Regions from separate parts of the Hordeum vulgare genome. Here all the other regions are linked to region 1. A link is a contact called in public Hi-C data. All regions are on one chromosome and are shown on one strand. The core of a region is the stretch at or near the end of the contact, and the rest is flanking DNA. Distances in the headings are between cores, read along the strand shown.

What was found. Hi-C and Micro-C count contacts between places; a contact is called where the count stands out from the background.
Region 2: a contact with region 1 is called in a Hi-C map of seedling, with 6 times the contacts expected there. The contact joins two enhancer-like sites. A contact is called at or near these places in 3 of 6 Hi-C or Micro-C datasets (leaf and seedling).
Region 3: a contact with region 1 is called in a Hi-C map of leaf, with 7 times the contacts expected there. The contact joins two enhancer-like sites. A contact is called at or near these places in 2 of 6 Hi-C or Micro-C datasets (leaf and seedling).

Annotation. Positions count from the first base shown.
Region 1 is chr6H:399,736,173-399,739,443 of MorexV3_pseudomolecules_assembly, reverse strand. No RefSeq gene overlaps it. Among protein-coding and RNA genes, the nearest start is that of LOC123403208, 170 kb to the left of the region's middle. Within about 2 kb of position 1,658, at least 3 of the 3 cell types and tissues checked have open chromatin away from gene starts, as enhancers often do. A contact at or near this core is called in leaf and seedling, where this site is marked.
Region 2 is chr6H:399,044,761-399,048,031 of MorexV3_pseudomolecules_assembly, reverse strand. No RefSeq gene overlaps it. Among protein-coding and RNA genes, the nearest start is that of LOC123406045, 100 kb to the right of the region's middle. Within about 2 kb of position 1,796, at least 3 of the 3 cell types and tissues checked have open chromatin away from gene starts, as enhancers often do. A contact at or near this core is called in leaf and seedling, where this site is marked.
Region 3 is chr6H:400,301,238-400,304,508 of MorexV3_pseudomolecules_assembly, reverse strand. No RefSeq gene overlaps it. Among protein-coding and RNA genes, the nearest start is that of LOC123401776, 87 kb to the left of the region's middle. Within about 2 kb of position 1,583, at least 2 of the 3 cell types and tissues checked have open chromatin away from gene starts, as enhancers often do. A contact at or near this core is called in leaf, where this site is marked.

The sequences.
Region 1 (3,271 bases), core at 409-2,908:
CAGGCGAGCATGGGCTTATTCTTGGGGAGCAACTAGTTAGAAAACGCTCCCTCGTGAGCCTTTCAACGATCGCTCCCGCGCGCCGCCACTTGACGTGTTTCCAGCCGGCGTCACGTGTCGCGTTTTAAGCGCTTCCTTCGAATTTTGTTTTTTTATTATTTCGTACGCGTTTTCGTTTTTTTGACTGGATTTTTTCCGATGTTTTTTAGTGTTATGGTTTTTCACCGCTCTTTCGTAACTTTTGGACGATTTTTTTTCCGTGAAAAAACGTATTTTTTACGTAATTTTTTTTATGAGAGTTACGGTTTTGCTTTAGCAAAAGGCATGGTTTTGCCTTTGCGAGAGGCACAACCGTGCCTCTCGGAAAGAAAAAAAAAAGCGCTTTCATTTGTTTTGCGCGAGGAACAATTTTGCTTTTACCAAAGACACGGTTTTGCCTTTGCGAAAGGCACAGCCGTGCCTTTTGGAAAGGAAAAAACGTGTTTTCTTTTTCTTATGAGAGGCACGGTTTTGCTTCCACGAAAGGCACGGTTTTGCCTTCGCGAGAGGCAGGCCTGTGCGTCTCACGAAAGGAAAAAACGCGTTTTCTATTTTTTTTGTGAGAGGCACGGTTTTGCTTCCGCAAAAGGCACGGTTATGCCTTTGCGAGAGGCACGCCCGTGCCTCTTCCGAAAAGGAAAACAAACTCGTTTTTTCGTCTCTCTTTTTTTCCGCGAGAGGCACGGTTTTGCCTTCGCGAGAGGGACGACCCGTGCCTCTCGGAAAGGGAAAAAAGCGTGTTTTCTGTTTTTTTCTATCGCGTGAGGCACGGTTTTTTCTTTCGGTTTTTTTCTTCCGGTTTTTTCATAAAAAAAAGTTCATCGAAACCTATCAACATGGTATCTAGTTTTAAAGATCTCGACGCGAGAAAGTCAACGATGAAAACGGTTCGAGATTTGAACGCACGGTTTAGGAGATAAAACGTTTTGAAAATATGGATATACCAAAAAAGGAAAACCCTCCGGTTGCGACAAGTGGCACGCATGCAGTGCGCCACTTGTCACAACTTGTGAGTATTCGCTAACTAGTGATTTCGTTATTCTCGCAATAACAGTGAAACGTTATTTGTGCAAGCGTCGGGGCTATTTCCCTAGTAACTCCTATCTCGAAAACCCTATTTAGCGCCACAGTCATTGATTGCAGACAAAATTTGCTAACCGGCGCCTGCAGCGCTCCGCAATGGCTGGCCCATGTAAAGATCATTCATGAACCATTTGTAAACCGTGAATTGTTTTAGCCCGTGATTTTTGAAAAAAATCAATGATTTTTTTTGAAAATCAACGTTTTTTTTTTAAATTTGTGAACATTTCTGAAAATCAATGAACATAATTTAAAATACATGAACGTTTTTCAAAATCAGTGAACTGTTTTTAAAAATTGATGAACTTTTTTCAAAATTGATGATTTTTTTCGAATTCTGTAAAAAATTTGAAAATCCATGAACATGTTTCAAAAATCGTTGAAGTTTTTTTAATAATAATTAAACTTTTTTGTAAATCTGAACTTTTTCAAAAAATTTAACGACAAACGCAATTTTACATGGGCCAGCACATGAGCAGGAGCGCTGTCGGCACCGGTGTCCCTAGCCGGCGCTGAAGGCGCCGAATAGGAGATACGCTCCTATCTACCGCATTTAGTGGCAGACTGGCTGGCTATCACACAGGACAGTGTTCGCATGGGCCGACCCACGCAGGAGCATCCAGTGGTGGATAAAAAAACAGCACAATATAGCTGATTTGGCGTGAATTTGAACTCACGACTCGTGGCTACTAACCTTTAGAACTAGCTATCGAGGCAGAGACATTTTCTATTTCGCGCCACAGGAGCCTATGGTATTGGAAAAGGGCCGACGAAGGCGCTTGTGGCGCTTTTTTCTTCAAATTATATGAACTTATTTAATATCTATGAATTTTTTTGAAATGTGAGCGAATAAATTTTAAGATTGCTGAACTTTTTTGGATATCGATGATGTTTTTGAAGATTTATGAACTTTTGAAGATTTACGAACTGCTTTATAGTTCAATGAACTTTTTTTTAAACATGAATTTTTCAAAATTTAATGAATGTTTCCTAAATTGATGTACTTTTTTGAATTTCCATTGATTTTTTAAAAAATTGATGAACTTTTTCAAAAGTGATGATCCTTTTTTAAAGACATAAACGTTTTTTCAAATGGATGAAACTTTGTTATTTAAATCTGTAAAGTATTTTTGATTATCTTGTTTTTCGTAACAAATAAAATAAAAAAATACAAGACAGCAATCTACTGGGCCGGCCCAAGTTAGCAGTGCTGCAGACGACGGATCGTTAACGAGCACGTGCAGCGCTGCATAGGGCGTCCCAGCGGCACATCCTAACATTTAAAAACGAAGAAGTATTAAAATAATTGCCCAATTTTTGGATTTGTTATCAAAACGGAAATAATGTATTATTTTGTGGACAAATTATGAAAACAGGAACATTTTTTCAATTCCAAACAATTTCAAATTTTTAAATAGGGACAAAATCTGAAATCGTGAATAATTGTAGAATACGAAAGTCTTTACAATTTGTCAACCAAATTTAGAAACATGAACATTTTTTGATACGTGAATATTTTTTGTAAAATACTAATATTTTTCTAGAATTTGTGGATAAACTATCAAAACAGAAACATTGTTTTCAATGACGAACATATTTGAAATTTTGTGAACTAAATTTGGAAATGTTATTTTTTGAAATGCCGAACGTATTTTCAATTTTCTCAACCAAATTTGGAAACGTGCACTATTTTTAAACTAACAAAAGTTTGTATTAGTTTATTAAAATGGGAGTTTTTTAGAATTTTAAAAAAAATGAATCCGGGAATTTTTTTTTAAATGACAAACATATTTTCAATTTGGTGAACCATATTTAAAACGTGAACAAATTTCTAAGATCTGAGCGAAAAATTGAAAATAAAAAACATTTAATGAAAATTTGTGATCAATTCATTGAAATGAAATATTTTATTAATTTATGAATAAATTTTCAAAACACTTCCATTTTTGGAAATATTGAAAACTTTCTAAATACATGATATTTTCTAAAATTCTAAATAATTCAGAAACATGAACCTCTGAAAAAAGTAATAAAAATGAAAAATACATTTTTTGAAAATATTTAATATTTTTTGAACTTATGAAGATTTCTTTAAAGACAAAAATTATTGAAATTTAGAATATTCTTGTGAAAGCAAGAAAATAATCGAAAT
Region 2 (3,271 bases), core at 547-3,046, 690 kb after region 1:
GCTCTTAGCTTTTGTTACTAGTTTAGTTGACCTATAGTATTCGCGCTCCGATCTACGATGGCAGCAAGTGCGCTATTTTCAAGCTGCGGTTTGGGTGTGAACATGATTAGAAACTACGATGACTCTAGTTGTATTGATAAGGAAAAACTAAACTTCTTTCCTCATGGTTGCTATAATATTTGTAAATACTTCTGGAAACGGTATTACGGTGATATGTGCACTTTCACACATCATGCCTCTCTCTCTCTCTCCCATCTCTCCCACCCTACACCACACACACACACACAATATATATTGAGAATCACACAAAAAGAAATATTTTTTAGGGATACAAAAGAAATAAATACAAATACGTAATATGTCTAGGGCATGGTGTTCTCCTAGCATGGTCCTCATAGAAGAGTTCGTGTGACTTATGTTGGGATGTGGACTAGTCGTGTCATCATTGTGACTATTATTTTTGAAATTTGATATGGACATGTGTTCTACAATAGAACCCTTGGTTTGTACTAAAAGTAATCAAATGACTTCATTACAAAATGACCAGTCAAGACACGGGACATCCAATCATAGCTCACATGAGGGTTCGCAAAAAAAGAAACCCATGTAAGAGCATGGCTATTAATTTCGCCTGCATATGAGTATAAAATACTATTTAAGTAAGCTATAAAATCCTTACTATGCTTGTTTTAACATGTGTAACAATGGCCTTGGGACCTCAATTGGTCCCGCAGAGGGTAATTGGACAGGGCGATTGAAAATGACAAACCAATATGTTGGGACTTTTGAAAAGAAATATTTACATGGGTTGGCCTTGTACCCTAAAGCAAAGTTGTTCATTTAAATGCATGAAGTTCAATTATCCACTCTAATGTATACCCATGATGTATACAATATTTCCTCATTTACTCATATAATCACATGTTTTGTGAGCTTAGTGTATAATTGAAGGAAAGAATCAGTACTACCCTTTATGTTACAAAAAGGCTGGTACTACTACTCTTAGGGAAACCAATATGTTGGAGTCGTTTTTTCCGCTCTTTATTTCTGTTTTTTTTTTTTCCTTTTTTTTGCGTATCTTTGTTTTTTTATCGTCCATAATTGATGAACAATTGAAGAAAACAGTTACATATTTTAATATTCTTGAACAGTTTTATAAATTTGTTACTTTTCTTAATTTTGTGAAAGCAAATTAATTAAAGCATGTTTTATAAAAATCGTAGCTTTTAGAAAAATGTACGGGCATATTCTTAATTTTTTTAACATTTTTTAAAGTATGTTTTCCTATTTTCATGATCTTTTTTAAAATCTGTGAAGTTTTTTTAGTTTTGCACTTTTCATAATTTTGTGAAAACAAATTAATTCAAGCATATTCTCTAAAACTAGTCGATTTATAAAAAGTACAGGCATATTCTTAATTTTTTGAACATTTTTAAAAAATATGTTTTCTTGCTTTCATGATCTTTTTTAAAATCTGTTATTTTTTTCTAGTTTTGCAAACTTTTTGTAATAAGTGAAGTTCTTTCTAATTTAGTATAATTTCTCATTTTCTAAACCAAATATTATGTTTATCTGCTAAATCAAAAATCCAGTTTTATGGAAACTAAAATCCTAATTTCTTTCGGCCGAACTCAATAGTCAATAAATATCTCCGGCCCATTTTAGGTCCCACAGGCGCATGTGTTTGCTCGCTAGTCTGCCGGCCTGCTCGGCAGACCCGAGCATGTTTAATGCGGCCCAAGTTCCACGGATCAAAAGCTGGCAAACTCTATTTAGCGCCACAGGCGCCAGTTACAGGCAAATGTTGCTAGCCGGCACCTGCAGCGCTTCGTAATTGGCCGGCCCATCTAGAGATCCTGTCTGTAGTTTAGTCTGTGATTTTTTTTTCCTAATTGATAACCTTTTTTGAAGTCAGTGAACTTTTTTGAAAATCGATATTAAAAAAAAAATTGGTTAACGTAATTTATAATTCGTGAACATTTTAAAAATCAATGAACTGTTCTTAAAAATTGATGAACTTTTTTGAAAATCGAAGATTTGTTTTCAAATTCTGTGAAATTTTTGAAAATTCACGAACATATTTTAAAAATCAGTGAATTTTTTTCATAATCATTGAACTTTTTTCACAAATCTGACTTTTTAAAATTCTATAAACTTTATTTTAAGTGTTTAATGATTAACACATTCTACATGGGCCGGCCCACGAGGAGAAGTGCGCACGCGCTAGTTCCCTTCACCGGCGCTGAAGGCGCCACATAGGACGTCCCTCAAAAAGTAGGAAAAGCACTAGAATCAACCGGGTGATTTTAAACTCATGTAAGCCTCCTCTCCCACGCGACACCTCGCATGGTCCATCCGTCGCTTTTCCACCCAACCTTATCTCCTTCCTCTGCTCACATTTCTTCCCCGTCTTTTTCCTTTCTCTTATCCCCAAGCACCGCAAGCCATGGCAGCAGCCACCGCACTGAGATGTGCTCCTGTCGCCACCATCACCGTGTTGCGTCGCCCCATCTGCTGCCACCGCCGCCGTGTCTGGAATCGCCGCCGGGTGCTTCACCACACCAAGATCCCTTGGCACCCCACGCCGTCGTGCTGCGTCGCAGCAATTCGACACTGTCGTCGCGTGCTTCGCCGCAGCACCCCGCCGCGATGCAATGAAGCATCATGCGTCGGTGGCCGTGCTGCAGGGAAGCTTCATCGGCGGCTCGGGTGCTGCGATGGAGCTTCGATGAGGCGGTTAGTGCAACGATGGAGCACCGCCGCGCGACGATGGCTCTGCAGTGAAGCTTCATTGGAGGTTGTCGGGATCAAAGTTGTCAGAATCGCGATTCTGAATCGGATCGGAGCTCTGTTGCTAGGGTCACGAATCATATAATCCTAACTATCAGGATCGTAGAAACTTAGATTCTATAAGCAAAATCGTAGAATCGTAGTGGGTAGTTTGGATCATAAGATCGTAAGATTTTGAAGACTTGAGTCACGATTCTGACAACTTTAGTCGGGGTGCTGCAATAGAACCCGTCACGCCGGTTGCACACTGCAGTGAAGCATCGCCAGCGGTCGTCGGCTGCTGCGATGGAACCTACCGCGTCGGCTACGCGCTACAGTGAAACATCGTCGGAGTCGCAATGAAGCGTCGCCCGAGCTGGTGAAGCTTCGACGGGTTTGCAATGAAGCATCGTGAACGCTGGAATGGAGCGTCGGCGGGCCGATCGAAGTTGTGCAGCGCTCCATGGAGTCGTTATATGATGATGTCATGAGAGTGTTTGAT
Region 3 (3,271 bases), core at 334-2,833, 570 kb before region 1:
CAAAATTGTTCTCCGTTCCAAAATTTTGTGCTCAAAATTAAAAAAATGTTCGTACTTTAAAAAATTGTTTGCGCTTCCCAATTTCTTTAGGTCTTCTCAAAATTTGTTCTCAATATTCAAAAAATGTTTGTTCTTTACAAATTGTTCGTGCTTTAAAATTTGTTCGGGATTTTTCAAAATTGTTCTTTGTTTCAATATTCTGTTCTCATGATTTAAAAATGTGTGTGCTTTAAAATTATTCACACTTCCAAGTTTGTTCACGATTTTCAAAATTGTTTTCGGTTATAAAATTTGTTATGAAGATTCAGAAAATGTTCATGCTTTCAAAATTTGTTCGGGTATTCCAATTTGTTCTCTATTGTAAAAAAAGTTCATGTTTTAAAAAATTCAACATTTCTCTATTTTCATATAAATATTTAAAAGAAATAAAAAACAAACCAAAAAGATAAAAAGGAAATAAAAAAATAAAAAAATAAAAAAAAGCAACCGAAAAAAAAGAACTGGGTCGACCACCCTATCTGCCCGAGGGAATCGTAGGAGCTCCCTGCAAATTCTATTTGGCGTCACATGTGTCCGTTCTGGTGTAATTTTGCAAACGGACGCTTGCAGCCCCCAGCGCTGGGCCGTCCCAACTAGCTTTCTTATCTGTGTAATACCTGCAAAACAACATAACTATCGAGTGCGTACGACAGGATTCGATCCTGCTACGGAGGGGTTTGGCAAAACACATAAAAACCACCACACCAACTTCAACTCCGTGCCAATTTCTTTCCAGTTTTGTATTATCTTTACTTTTTTCTTTTTTCATTTGCCTTAGTCGTTTTGCTTTTCCTTTTATTTTTTAATAATGCTGTGAAAAAATAACAGGATTTTCATAAAAAAAATTCAAATCAGTTGACCTTTTTAAAAAACCATTGAATTCTTTTTAAAATTCGATGAACATTTATTAAAATCATTGTAATTTTTCAAAATTCGTGAACTTTTCATGGAAATCGATGAACTTTTTGCAAAATTGGTGATTTTTTTAATTTTCCTGAACTAATTTGAATTTTGTAAACTTTTTCAAATTTTTCATGAATTTTTTCAATCTGTGCACTTTTTTCAAACTCGTGAACTTTTCTAAAATTAGTGGACTATTTCAAATTCCGTGAACTTTTTCAAATTTATGATATTTTTCTCGAATTGGTGAAATTTTTTCAACTCTTGTGATCTTTTTTCAATACTTGAACCTTTTCTTTTTGAAAAAATCATAAACTTTCCTTTTAATATATGAACTTCTAAATTTTGGACCGGTACGGCTGTAATTGTCCTTGAACGTCTCGCGGTAATATAGATCAGTATTATAAGGTGGCTCTATTGGTTAGAAAGCACCCGCAGCAACGCAGCGGCTTGAGTTCGAGTTCACCATGCAATAAAATTTTCTAGGGTTTTTTCGATGCATCTGCGTATTCATGGGCCGGCCAACCCGGATCCGTTGTCAGCGCAGGTTTGATTCGGCGGCGCTGAATAGGCGCTCCCCTGTTTAAAAGGTTCAGTTCCAAAAATGATGGAGCGGTAGCTTCTATGGAGCGCTCTTTGCGTCAAACTGTCGAGATACGGCACAGGGCTGGCGGTCCAGAGCTAAAGCTGGGCGAGTCCGTTAAAATGTAGCAGTGCTTCCGGTTTTAGAAACCTTCCAGAAATTCCCATTCGGTTTTATCGATTTTGGGAACCTTCAAGATGGTTCGTGAATTGTTTTTTTCCTTTTCTGTTTACCTTTCTTTTTATTTTTTCTTGCCTTGTTCTTTTTTTCCTATTTTTTATTTTGGAAATTACAACTATATTTCAGATTTAGTTAGTTTTCCAAAAGTAATCGTTTTCATAAAATGTCCAAGAATTTCAAATAATGCTCATGAATTTAAAAACTAATATTAAATATATTTTTATTAAACGTACCATTTTTACAAAATGTTTATGTTTTTCAAATATTTCGTAAAATTTAATAAATTGTTCAGATTTCAACTTTTTCATGTTTTTAAAAATCTTGTTTAGAAATTTCAAAATATGTTCGTTTCCCAATTTTATTTTGGAATTAGGGAAAATGGTTCATGATTTTAAAAATATGTGGAGACACGAACATATCTTGAAAATCCTACACAAAATTTAAAAAGACGAACATTTTTTGAAACTTGTGAACAATTATGAAACTGGGACATCTTTTGAAACTCCGGAAACATAAAAACGTTAACATTCTGTGCAATTAGGAATAAATTTGAAAATTGGGAACATATTTTAATGCCAAAAAGCGTTCGCAATTTGTTTTTTACAAAATAACAGCATTTTGGAAAGTTCAGAACATTTTTTGATTTTATGAACAGTTTCTGAACAGCGACAATTTTTGAAATTTAAAATATTTTTAAAGCAAGAACATTTTTCAAAATTTAAGAACAATTTTGGAACATGAGCTTAGTTTATAAAAGATAACAAATAAAATAAAAGAAAAGAAAAATTAAGGAAAACGATCAATTTCAACCGACTCATCTTTGGAGAGATAAGCCTTGCTCGCCGCATGCCACGCATTCTACATGGAACCCACCACACTGCCCATCCACCTTATCGTCTCAGCCTAGTGAGTCGCCTTCTTCCTTACGATCTGCAGAGTCCCACATCACTCTTCTCCTCTCGCCATCAAAATTCAATCAACAACCCACTTCTCACCTTCCCGAGACGGTGCCCTCTCCCCCTCAATCGACGGATCTGCTGTTGCTACAGCTGGGGCGAACTCCAGCAGCCAATGGCCAACAACACCTGCATCGACCCCCCCTCTCCCCCATACTTGAGCCCTCTCCAACGCGATCGATGGAGCTGCTGCCGCGGCGGGGAACAAACTCTAGCAACTAACGAACAGCAACACCTCTGTGGACCTGCAGCGCCACATGCTTGCCTTGTTGCTGCCGGTGTTGTAGAGTGCGGCGGTCAAGCATCATCGATACTACAGAGGGTGCACCCGGTTTTTGTAGAGAGCACCGATCTAGTGTTGCTAGTTTGCGGTGAAGCAACGCCGAAGATGTACTCAAGCATCGTCGGCACTGCAATGGTGACTGTTGCGAACGATCGACAAAGGCGCTGCAACTCCGGTCATGCTGCAATGGAGCCCTGTCTAGCCGTCAGAAGCATAGCCGACGCTGCGTTGGAGCTTTGTCGAAGTTGCAATGAAGATTCACCAGACGTCGTCGGTGCTGTGTTGGAGCTCTGCCGGAGTTGCAATAGAGCTTCGTCGAACACTGTCATG